2 separate regions of the Gossypium arboreum genome follow, and region 2 is linked to region 1. A link is a contact called in public Hi-C data. All regions are on one chromosome and are shown on one strand. Each heading gives the region's core, a stretch centred on a gene start, on an enhancer-like site or on the middle of the called end of the contact. The rest is flanking DNA. Distances are from core to core; before and after follow the strand shown. Region 1 holds the start of LOC108489424. Region 2 holds the start of LOC108489393 (ras-related protein RABC1-like).

Evidence for each region. Hi-C and Micro-C count contacts between places; a contact is called where the count stands out from the background.
Region 2: a Hi-C map of leaf shows a contact between it and region 1, with 2.6 times the contacts expected there. The contact joins the promoter of LOC108489393 here to the promoter of LOC108489424 in region 1. A contact is called at or near these places in 2 of 5 Hi-C or Micro-C datasets (both in leaf).

What each region holds. Positions count from the first base shown.
Region 1 is chr10:24,082,858-24,088,543 of ASM2569848v2, forward strand. It overlaps LOC108489424, which reads left to right and starts at 2,571. Exons shown (of 7, transcript XM_017793970.2): 1 at 2,571-2,986; 2 at 3,065-3,176; 3 at 3,874-4,035; 4 at 5,650-5,686. The coding sequence starts at 2,783. LOC108487802 (a long non-coding RNA gene) reads left to right here. Exons shown (of 6, transcript XR_008271842.1): 5 at 307-339; 6 at 883-1,155.
Region 2 is chr10:24,436,295-24,441,791 of ASM2569848v2, forward strand. LOC108489393 (ras-related protein RABC1-like) reads right to left here and starts at 2,088. Exons shown (of 7, transcript XM_017793925.2): 1 at 1,914-2,088; 2 at 1,457-1,705; 3 at 741-809. The coding sequence starts at 1,589.

The DNA of each region.
Region 1 (5,686 bases), core at 1,321-3,820:
TCCCATAGCTAGCAACATCATTCCTGAGCAGCATATTTCAATGGTGTTTGTGGTTAGTCTATTTGGTTTGCTTTGAAATGAATAAAAACATAGATAAAAGTATAAGCTTATAAGCTGTGATGATACCAATTTAGGTAGGATTCATGTATCTAGAGATAGGTAGGACACATTTCAGGTATTGCTTAATTTAACTTGCAGCTATAAAGTCACATGTTCTTGTTAGTTATTTATTTATTTTTATTAATTATTATTTTTAACTAGTATTTTCTTTGTTGGTATGTTTTGATGTGCATTCATTTCTTACAGCAACGTAGACCTGCTATCCTTCCATGCTTGCAGGTGTGTATGCTTTTTGCTTCCCATATCAATTTTTGTTTTTAATTAGTATTTGGATTTTGCCCTATCTTTGCTACAACATTGTTGGTGTGGGCATTCTTTAACTATTAGCATATATTCATGATTATGCAAATTCAGTAATATCTGTACGCACAGGAAGCTTGATCAGGTGAGATGCAAACTATTATCTTTCAGGAATGCTAATAAAGTTTGAGGTGAAAATATAAAATGTTTTCATGGTTTCTGAACTTATAAGTACAAGTTAAAATTCATGTATCTGGTTTCGTTTTAAATACTTTCTTTGGGTATTAGTTGCATCTTGTGGTGAGTGAATTAAAATATTAACAGATCCCATTTACTGTTGTAAGTTCTGAGCAGGGAGAAACATGAGTGCACTCTTTTAGAATGGCTTGTAATTTGCAAATGGTCAATAGATGCTATATTTGGTTTTGCATAAACCGAGGACTAAATAGTTGTAGGTGGGGATAAAATAAATGAATTCTACAAAACAAAAACGTTTTTAATTTGATGACTCCATTTGTGCAGTAAGGGAGAAAAAGACTGGACAAGAAAAATTGGCAATGATCGTCATTTAATCTGCATAGAGGATCCGTTTGTGGTATCTCATGACCTTGGTCGAGTGGTGGACAAGTTCAGCATTAAAGTTCTAAGAGAAGAGTTTGAACGAGCTTCTGATGTAATGTAGTATGATCCAAATCCTTGGATAACACTTTTTGAACCTTACGTCATTGGGTAACAAAACATTGTCCAAGTGTGTTAGAAAATCAATGGTTAAAGCTATTTGGTTGGTTTTTATAATCGGTGTGCTTTGTGTCCTCCATAATCTTCAATTTTGTCTTTTTGAGTTCACATCCATTTTAAAGAAGTTTAAGCTTATTATATGTAATCAAGAAAAGAAATTTCTAAACATTTTATGGATGGATGCTAAACAAGTTGTAATTAATTGATTGATAATCTATACAAATCCTGTATGATCCAAACATATTTATATCAAATGAATGTGTTATATCGTATTTGTGTCTTCAAGTGAAACAAAAAAACAGTCTTATTATATACATTTAATAAATCATTGTAATATATGTAAAAATAATTTAAAATATAAATTTATTAATATATATATATATATATAATAAATTCAATTAAACAATGAAAAGATAATAAATTCTTAAATATATATTTGTTTAATTTAAAACAGTTTTTATGAAATATTTTAGGAAATCATCAAATAACAAAAATATTTTACACAAATTCATTCGACACAAGAAAAGTAAATCATTTTCAAAAGCAAATCATTTTCCGAAATTATTTTCCTAAAAATATTTTATTGGCAAGGATTTTGTTCATTCTACTTTTTTTAGATTTAAAATGTAAGTTTAATTGTTAATATTATTAAAATTCTTCTATTAAATTCAAGTCAATTACAATATTTTTTTTGTTACATAATTACCAAGTATGTATTTTCTATTTCAATATGTCACACTAGTAGATTTAACAAAAAATTTAACGATATTAATAATTAGATTAAAACTTTTAAATCTGAAAATAGAAGAACTAAATTCTTAGAATAAAAGTAAAGAAACTAACTTTTAAATGTGGGGCATATCTAATACTATTGTTTGAGTATTTTACTGAGTTGGTGTCACCTTAAACTAAGTCACCAATTTAGTTATAAAATTAAAAAATATCCCTTTTAAAATTATAATAATATTATTATGATAACACTTTTATCTTTCATAATTTTGTATCATATTTAAATAAAAATTAAAAATTATGAATTCAAAGATGAAACAAATATTTAATAATATTAAAATACAAGTTTATTACCACTCCATCTATATTCATTATTTGATAAATTTTAAAAGAAAGGGTAAACCACACCGTTAATCACTCTAAAAAAGGGGTCACTCTCATTTTGGTCACCCCAAATTTTTTTAAATTTAGCTACCAAAAAAGAAATTGATCAAATTGTCACTCTACCGTTAAATGGTATCGAAAGACTAACAGTGCATTTGTATGAAAAAGAATCTGAAGTGACCAAAATAAGAACTACCCTATTTAGTGTGATTGACGAGAATAATTTACTCTAAAATATTGACGAGAATAATTTACCCTAATTTTAGAGTAACTAAAGTGAAAATACATAATTAGTCTTCCAGTGCCCTTTAAAAGTGACCAAAATAAGAATGAGAGTAATTGGGTAATTTACCCTAAAAGAAAATTAAATCGTTTTCTTGCATTTGACCGGATGTCAAGATTGTAAACTGCAAACTTAATGTAAACTTTGAGCTGGTTTGGGTGACCGTCCTTAATGAGCATTGAGTCCGTTTTACTACAATTTTCTTTGATAAACAAATAAAATTAAACCTTTTTGAGAATTCCCTAAACCGAACCCTTCTTCCCTCTCTAGTCATTCATCGTTGCCAACATGCCAGCGGTGTTGGAAGAATTTGAGCCAATATTCGGCGAACCAAAGGTCGAATGGACGGGTACTTATTCGGGTTTGGGCCAATCAAGCGCCTTCGTTTTCTACGTTCATTCTCCTGATTCATCTCATCTAAGGATTTGCGTCTCTGATTTCCGCCACACCACTTGGGAGTCCGTATGCTCCGTTTCGCAGCTTGAGGACATGGTCTTCTTCGTCTTCTTGATTTGCTTTGCTGGATTTTTTATTTATTTATTTTTGTGCAAATAATGGTTTAATGTGCAGAGGGACAGTGTTGGGATAGGCGGTTCTTGGTCTGAATTCATTCACTATCTGGTAGCCTCCATTAAGTCTGAAGATGTAAAGCTTCTCTTGGAAGCACTTCCTGACTCAAATGGTAATCAATAATATTCTTTTTTTATTTGTTCGGTTTTACCCTCTATGAGGCTGCAATCTAGATCTTTAGCTTTTGTTTTAGCAGCAAAATTTGAGTTTCTAGTTGCCCAAATTAGCTAATTTTATTGTGGAATTTTCCAATTTATTTAGATTTTAGATAAATAGAATTTATGGCATGAAATTTCACAGTAAAAAGGAAATATACAATGCCAAGCATATTGATACATCTTTTCCTTAGTTATATTTTGTGCTTCCAATTGTTATTTTCAATTTCATGAGAAGTACCTAAGGTAATGGTCGGTGATCTCATATCCACTGTGATGTTAAATTTTGCCCAACGATCAACCAAAATAATTATGGTTCCAAAATTCAACAAAATTGTACAGGTTGAAATCAAAGATCTAGCAATACTATAATGGTAAATTTGATGATTATCTCTTTAAATTCCCTTTGGATGGTGTTGGGAAAGTATTCCCACCAGACTTGCCCTTGTAAACTGGTTCTAAATAATTTTCATAAACTGAAACTCCAGATGAGCCAAGTTGGCTCCTTTGACTTGCTTGGAAGGAAGGATGAAGAAATTTAGACTTGGGGAATGAATTATATGAATTCATTTCAATCTTAAACCTTTTGGATTTAAGAAAAAAAAATAGCAAACGAATTCAATTTTATTGATATTTGTTCTTTCTATGGTTCAGATACTAAATCTGCAAAGTTAGTTGCTCAGAAATCAAAAGGAATGCCTCGCATTTCCTTTTCCCTCACAAAAATTACTGGTGCTGCTGCTTCAGATGCTGTGGCTAATCTTTCACAGGAACTTTTTAAAGCATTTAAAGGCTTGCAATATCTATTTATGGAAGGTCCTATTCTCTTTGCTCATCCCTGGAATCACTTGTCATTTTCTCTTCTTTTTTGAAAGCAACTTTATAGCAGTTTCTTGATTTTTCTATCTTGATTCATAGTTATCCTATACTAATTCTTTGTAATTTTGAGGCACATCCAGTTCTACAATGTTCCTAGTTTGTCAATACCATTGGAAGGAAGGGAAAATTTAAAAAAAAAAAAATTCTTGCAGTGATCTTGATAACTGACTCTTATGTTTAGTTGGGGGAAAAAAGGAACATATAATGTTTAATAATTTGTATACTTCTATTGTTAGTTAATCCAAAAGTTTTGTCTAGGCGGTGAAATCATTTTTGGAACAGACAGTTCTCTATTTTCTTATGTTGGACTTTGGCTCCTGTCATTTCTCAAAATATTATTGCTGAGGAGTTTCAGATTTGGTGCCACAAATTGATATCCAAATCTAATCTGTATGCTTCTTGAAATGTCTGGTTTTTAAGGGGTTATTAGTTTGGGAATTAATTGTCAGGCTGATTTTGTAGATTTGTAGGGAGAGATTTGCCCCACTATAGAATTTAAGAAGATGCTTTGTGGTTGAAAATTTTATCTTTTTCCCTCAAAATCCTTATCATGAAAACCAGGTAGGATATGCTGCTTAAATAAGTTCCCAAGAGGACCATTAAGGCACTTTTAACTCCATACGAGAAAACCTTATCTATACAGTATCTTCTCAATGGAGGGTTTTTATTTTTGGTATTGAAATTGCTTCTCTCTAGGTGCAGATTCCATACTTGCAACCGCATATTTCTTTACAGTGCATCTGTTTTAGATGAAATACTTACATCCATGTCTTGGTTGTAAAAGCCAACTAAGTGTTTATTGTCAAGTTGAACAAAAGTGAAGTTTCTGGGATTTAAATCTCTTCAAAAGAGAAACTAACTAGCCATGAAGGCAACTGACTTATTTGTTCTGTTTTATGCTCTTAATATCCACGCAAAATTCATTTTTCCTGGATATTACAGGCTTCCCCTGATTTTCATGTATAAAAATTAAGTGTAAATAAGAAAATTATTTATTAATTACGCATATTTATTACTTACTAAATTACCCACTCATTGATTATGTGGACATCATGCCTTTGACCTTTGCTTGGAAGTAGAAACTCAATCTCGTTAGAGGCCTCAGGGTTTTATTTTGGGTTGTGGTATTTGTTTGAGACATTTATCTTGTTTGACTAAGTTTTCTATTAATTTCAGGAATTGTCTTGCACATAAAGTTCAAAAGCGTCTAACAATTGTTACATAATATATTGAAAGTTAGGAGTCTCCATTATGTATACCTCATTAAAGTGAGATTTCTTTTTTTTGATCTCATGTTCAACAAAAAATGTCTCTTCCCTAAGGGCTTCCATATTCCATAGGAGTTCTTAATATTTGCAAATATCTATTTTATAATTTATTTTTCTTTAACCCTTTGACTCTCTCACATCTATAGCAAGTTTTATGTTTATTATTTAAATTTTCTTATGTAAATAATATTACTAGAAAATGTATTAGAAATATTATTGTTTTCGATTAGTTACAAATTTTTGTACCTTCATTAATTATTGTTTCCTGCTTGATTTCTCTTAGAACAAGAGCGCTGTTTGCAGTTGACAAAATTGATATC
Region 2 (5,497 bases), core at 838-3,337, 350 kb after region 1:
TGCTTCTATGGCAACTGTCCGAAGCAAGGAACTTGTTTGTGATTCAAGGGCAGGTTTCTTCTTTGCAAGATGTGGTTTTGAGAGCTCGTTCGATCCATCATGAGTTTCGTGTGCATAAGCTTTTGTATGCGCCGTTGTTACTTTGACGTCTGACTGTGACCCGATGGTCTCCGCCTCCTGAAGATGCGGTCAAAATTAATGTTGACGTGGCATGAAATGCATAGAAAAAAGTTGCTTCTAGCGGTGCCATTGTTCCTGACCATGAGGGCATGGCGCTAGCTGATTATGCTTGTTCGATCACCAAGGCTTTTGATGGCCATTCAGCTAAGGCTATCGCTTCGGCTTGCGCTGCTTAGAAGACCCTCGAGAAGGGTTTCTCCGGAGTTATTTTCGAGTCTAATTGTGCTTTTATTATTAATAAGTTCAATAATCGGACTCTTGATTTGTCCATTTATGGCCGTATTGTTAGAGGGGCCTTAAGTATTTGCAATTCTTTCAATGCTGTTAGTTTTCCTTTTCCCATAGGTCAGCCAATCATGTTGCTCATTGCATGGCATATTGGCTGATGGATGGGATCACTGCTTTGGATTTTGGTTTGGACTACCCGGATTTCATCCACCGGTTGGTGTTGGATGATACCTTCTAATTTAATATAGTTGGCCTTTTTGGGCCTTTTTCTTTCAAAAAAAAAAAATCAAAGAAAAACCAGAAATAACACATTAGCAAACTTTAGGTATTACCTGTATCCCAAATTGCAAGCTTCAGCTTTTTATCCCCGGCATTTACATATTTCACTTTAAAATCAACACCTACACAACAAAACAAGTAGAGTTCTAAATCAGGACATAAAGATATGTAAGCAGATTAATGATTCTTATAATCAGTTTAATGTGAATGCACTGAAGGCTTTACAGAAGTAGAATAGTTTAACCAAGACCACATTGCAAGATCATCAATCCATTCTAGATTTCTGATAAAATAAAATTTTCATTCCCAATTTACAGTCTTTCTGTTCACTCATCATATTTCCTTTCTTTTTATCAAAAGACAAAACAAAACTATCCACAAAAAGACAATGCAAACCTCATTTCTCAGAATCATAAAACCAAGAATTAATTTGGCACATCCAACATTTGAGATCCAATCGAGTTAAAATTTAAGATTTGGAAACTCTATTCTTAAGCATTTGGATAATTCCTAGTGGTTAAACTGGAAAACGCAAGTAACAACAGCATCCATACATAAGTAAATTCGTACAATTTTCTCCAAAAGAAAGTTATGTTTTCAATTTTTCTTCAAAAAATTTTTTTGGTAAGCCGCCTTTTGATCTTGAAAAGAAAATCCAAAAGGGAGCGTAGATATCTTCATGTTCCAGAGATCAAGACAATGCCATTATAAATTATAAGACATAAAAAGGAATAAAAGTTGATGAGCACAGTTCAAAATGAATACTGACCAATAGTGGGAGAGAGTTCCTCAAAGGAATCGGAAGTGAAACTTAAAAGAAGACTACTCTTTCCAACTCCTGAATCTCCTATCATCAGCAACTTGAACAAGTAATCGAACTCCGCTTGATTCGACGACTCCATTTTTCAATTAATTTACCAATTGAACTATCTTTCTTTCAAATAACACCAAATTTCTACGATCGGATCTCCCAAATCCAGCCCTCTTTCTCTTTTTCACCTTATCAACGCATCTAAACCTGAAAAACAACATGGAAGCAAAATCATATGTATAGATTTGGATTTCAACGAGATAAAAGGTTGAATCTAACAATATCCTTATCATGTATCCCAAAGAATTTATTAATTGAGAAAAGAAAACTCCTTACACAGGTTTAGATCATGGTTGATCATACATATTTATAGAATTTATTTTATACATCAAAATTAAATATAATAAGAGATTACCTCTCGGAAAAGAAAAATGGTGAGAAGAAAATGAAATAATGGAGGAGAGAGCGAGACAGAATTTCTGATTAGCAGGGTTAATTGAGAAAAATAAAAAATAAAACTTTTAAACTAAAACTTAAAAAGAACTTGTAAATGCAAAAGGGCAAAGTAAGGAATTACAAGAATAGTAGCGCGCGTGGGTTTGGCTCTTTCCATTCCAACGCCAGAAAATAAAAAATTGGCAATAACCGGGTCGGGTCCTGTGAACTCGGATGATTTATGTTTTGACTTTTTGAGTAGACGAACAAATCATTGGACATCTCTGATTTCATCTTAGATTTTCATTTTGGGGCAAGTAGAGGTAGAGGTGATAATGGGTCGGGTCGGGTCAGGTTCGGGTCGGACTCATACAAATTTTTAGGCCCGTATACTAGGCTCGGGCCCGGTTTGGCCCGAAATATGGGCCTAAAATTTTGCCCAAGTCCGGCCTGAAATAAAATTATTAAGCTCGAGCTCTGCCCGCCAAGCTTATATTAAATTTTTTATTTGAAATAAAAAATTTAAAAATATAATAAATCAAATATATTTAAAAACATAAAACAAATATTAAAACAAATAAAAATAATACTAAAACAATTCTTAAAACAATACACAAATTAATAATATAATAAAAATAGTTATATTAAAAATTTAAAATAATTAAAATAAAATAAAATATATATATTAATATATAATTGGTAGGGCCGGCCAGCCCATCAAAAACTCTTACTCGAGGCCGGGCCGCTTTCTAAGCAGCCTCGTTTTTTGCCCAAGCCCATTTTTCGAGCCTATATTTTACCCAAACCTCCTGTTTTTGGGAGGCCTTGGCCGGGCCGGCCTCCCACCCATGATCACTCTAAGTAGAGGTGAGCATGGTTGGAGTCAGGTCGAGTAAGGTTAGAGTTAGGTCAATTAAAAATTTAGGGTTTAAAATTTTGTTTAAGTTTAAACTAAATAAAATGTTAAAATTCGAGCCCGACTCAATCGGACTCTCCCATATTAAATTTTATATTATTTTTATATAATTTTAAATATATAATATATCAAAAAACTAAAAATATCAAAATAAATATTTTTAACAAATTAAAATAAATTTTAAAAATATGTATATTTAAATAAGACTAAGATAGATGCAACTTAACAAGAAAATGTCTCTAAAATAATAACAAAATTAACAAATGTCTTTAAGGTAGCAAAATAGAGAGAAAACAACAAGAAAATAATATTTAAAAAAAGTAAATTTTTTTGTCTTTTAGTGGATTCGGGCCGGGCTCGGGCCAAAAATGCCTTACTTGAGGCCAGACCCATTTTTTAAACGAGTCTTATTTTTTTTGTCCAAGCCCTTTTTAAAGCCTATATTTTTGTCCAAAACCTCTTACATTTCGACCGGGCTTGATCAGGTCTAGGGGCAAGTAGCAATTTCTATTTATACAATAAGCAATTAAACAAAGTAACACCTCAACTAGAGAATGTACTAAAAACCAAATTTGAATCAATTAATAAATATGATTATAGGCATTTTATATTTTCAAATTATTCATTTTATTATTTTTGAAAATTATTTTAAATGTACATCGATATTTTAAATATATTATTTTTTCACACATAAGTGTGATACAATTGTTAATAGCTATTAGACATAACAAACTAAGGAAAAATAACAAAATTTAAACCAAGTGTTGAGTACAACGTTAAAATGATATTATCAACATTAACTTAATAGATATTTTAAAATCTCGTTACAATTAGGGATGACAAAAGTTGAACCTTTCAATAGATTCTAAATTGATTTGCTCTAATGAAATAAGCCTCTATTTATAATTGAGTTCCTCTTACATCAGTAGTACAGATTGAGTTACATCAATGGCTCTAATTTGAACATATTTATATGATAGAGTTTTAAGAAAATTTAAACTCTCTATTTTCTATATAGCTTGTAATTTAAATTAACCTAGTAACTACAATTTGTTAGAGAGTTTTCTAGGTGGTCAAGCTTCTAGTAAATGGGTTTTCTAGAATGTTTCAAGAAGTGGATCATCCTAGTAGGTTAAGTAGACCTATTTAACTTAAATGATCACCTTGGTCGTAGACATTTATTCATGGGTCATGACATTTTCCCCACCTGTTCTAGAGATACCAACACCACGTCTTCAAAAATTAGTCTATTTTATCTTGAAACTACAATAATGTTTTAAACGATTCTTGACTAACCTCACTATCGGGTAGTATTTTAACCTATAATTCTATCACCATTCAATTTGATCTTTCATGCCTAATTGTAAATATCGATCCTAAGAGGCCTTCACTTCTAATCACTCTCATTATAACTTACCTTGGTCTGAGTCCTCCTGATCCTTACAAAAAAGTTTGGGCATACTTACGTTAAACATTGATGAATCTTGAGTGTTGATGACAACTCTTATTTGTAGGCCACTTTGCCTACTCATCTTGAAACTTTGAAAGGACTCTTATGTCTCTACCAAGCCATAGTAAACATCCAACAATTTTGACAAATCACATTGTATAAAACTAGAATAATGTTTAATATGTACCTCCCTCAATGTATTTACTCTATTTTGACTACCCATATTGATAGATACTTTTCTACTCACAAAGTTTGCTGCATGATCCACCTTTTCATAGGTGATAGTTCCACTAGTAACTCAATAGGCTTTATATCTATAAAGGATTGTTGCCCCTCTAGCACAAATACATTGTATTTTGATATGAAAATTTAAGCTCATTTCATACTTAAAGAGCTTGTTTATGGGGTGATCTTTCGAGTCTTTTATTGCTTTTTCACATTCAGGTTAGCATTTATGTTAATTGTAATTTTTTTTAGTTATTTTTAAATAAAAACATCAATTATATGTCCAATTGAGCTTAATGTGTCCAATTATTTTTCTTTTCATTTTTTTACTAGAATTTTATTTTTATAGGGTAAATTTTATTTCTTTATTGTTAAAGACTATGTGGATGGTTATCAATCGTGCTTAAATGTTCAATTGGATTGATCTCCATAAATAAGCATTTTTAACTCTTGTTCTTTTTAATTGCCTTTTCCATGTTTGTTAAAATGGTTGTGTGGGTTTTGATCATAATGATGTATTAGATTGTATTGATTTTTTATGGTGATATTAATTATTAATTTAGATTAATATTCATAAGTTTGGTTTATTGGTTGTTTAATTATATTAAAATGTTTAATACGCTAGAATTGACGCTTCTAATGGAAAATTTAGATAAATGAGATCGAGAGGAGAGTTTATCGAGTAAGAAATTAATATGATTGTGTTGAATAGTGAAACCAAGAGGAGAACTACATGTCTAGGTGAGATCGAGAGGAGATTCTAGGTGGTAATTTCTAATTAGAATGAGATCGAGAGGAGATTTCTCGTTAGGAGTGGCAATTGGTAAAACCAAGTCATGTTTATTTGATAGTTAATAATAAGCCCATCGACCATCTCCTTGTTTGTTTGCATAGTTGTAAGAAAAGAAATAAGTAAATTAGGATAGTTAGCTTAATTGATAATCTAGAATTAGTTTTGAAAAAAATTCACATT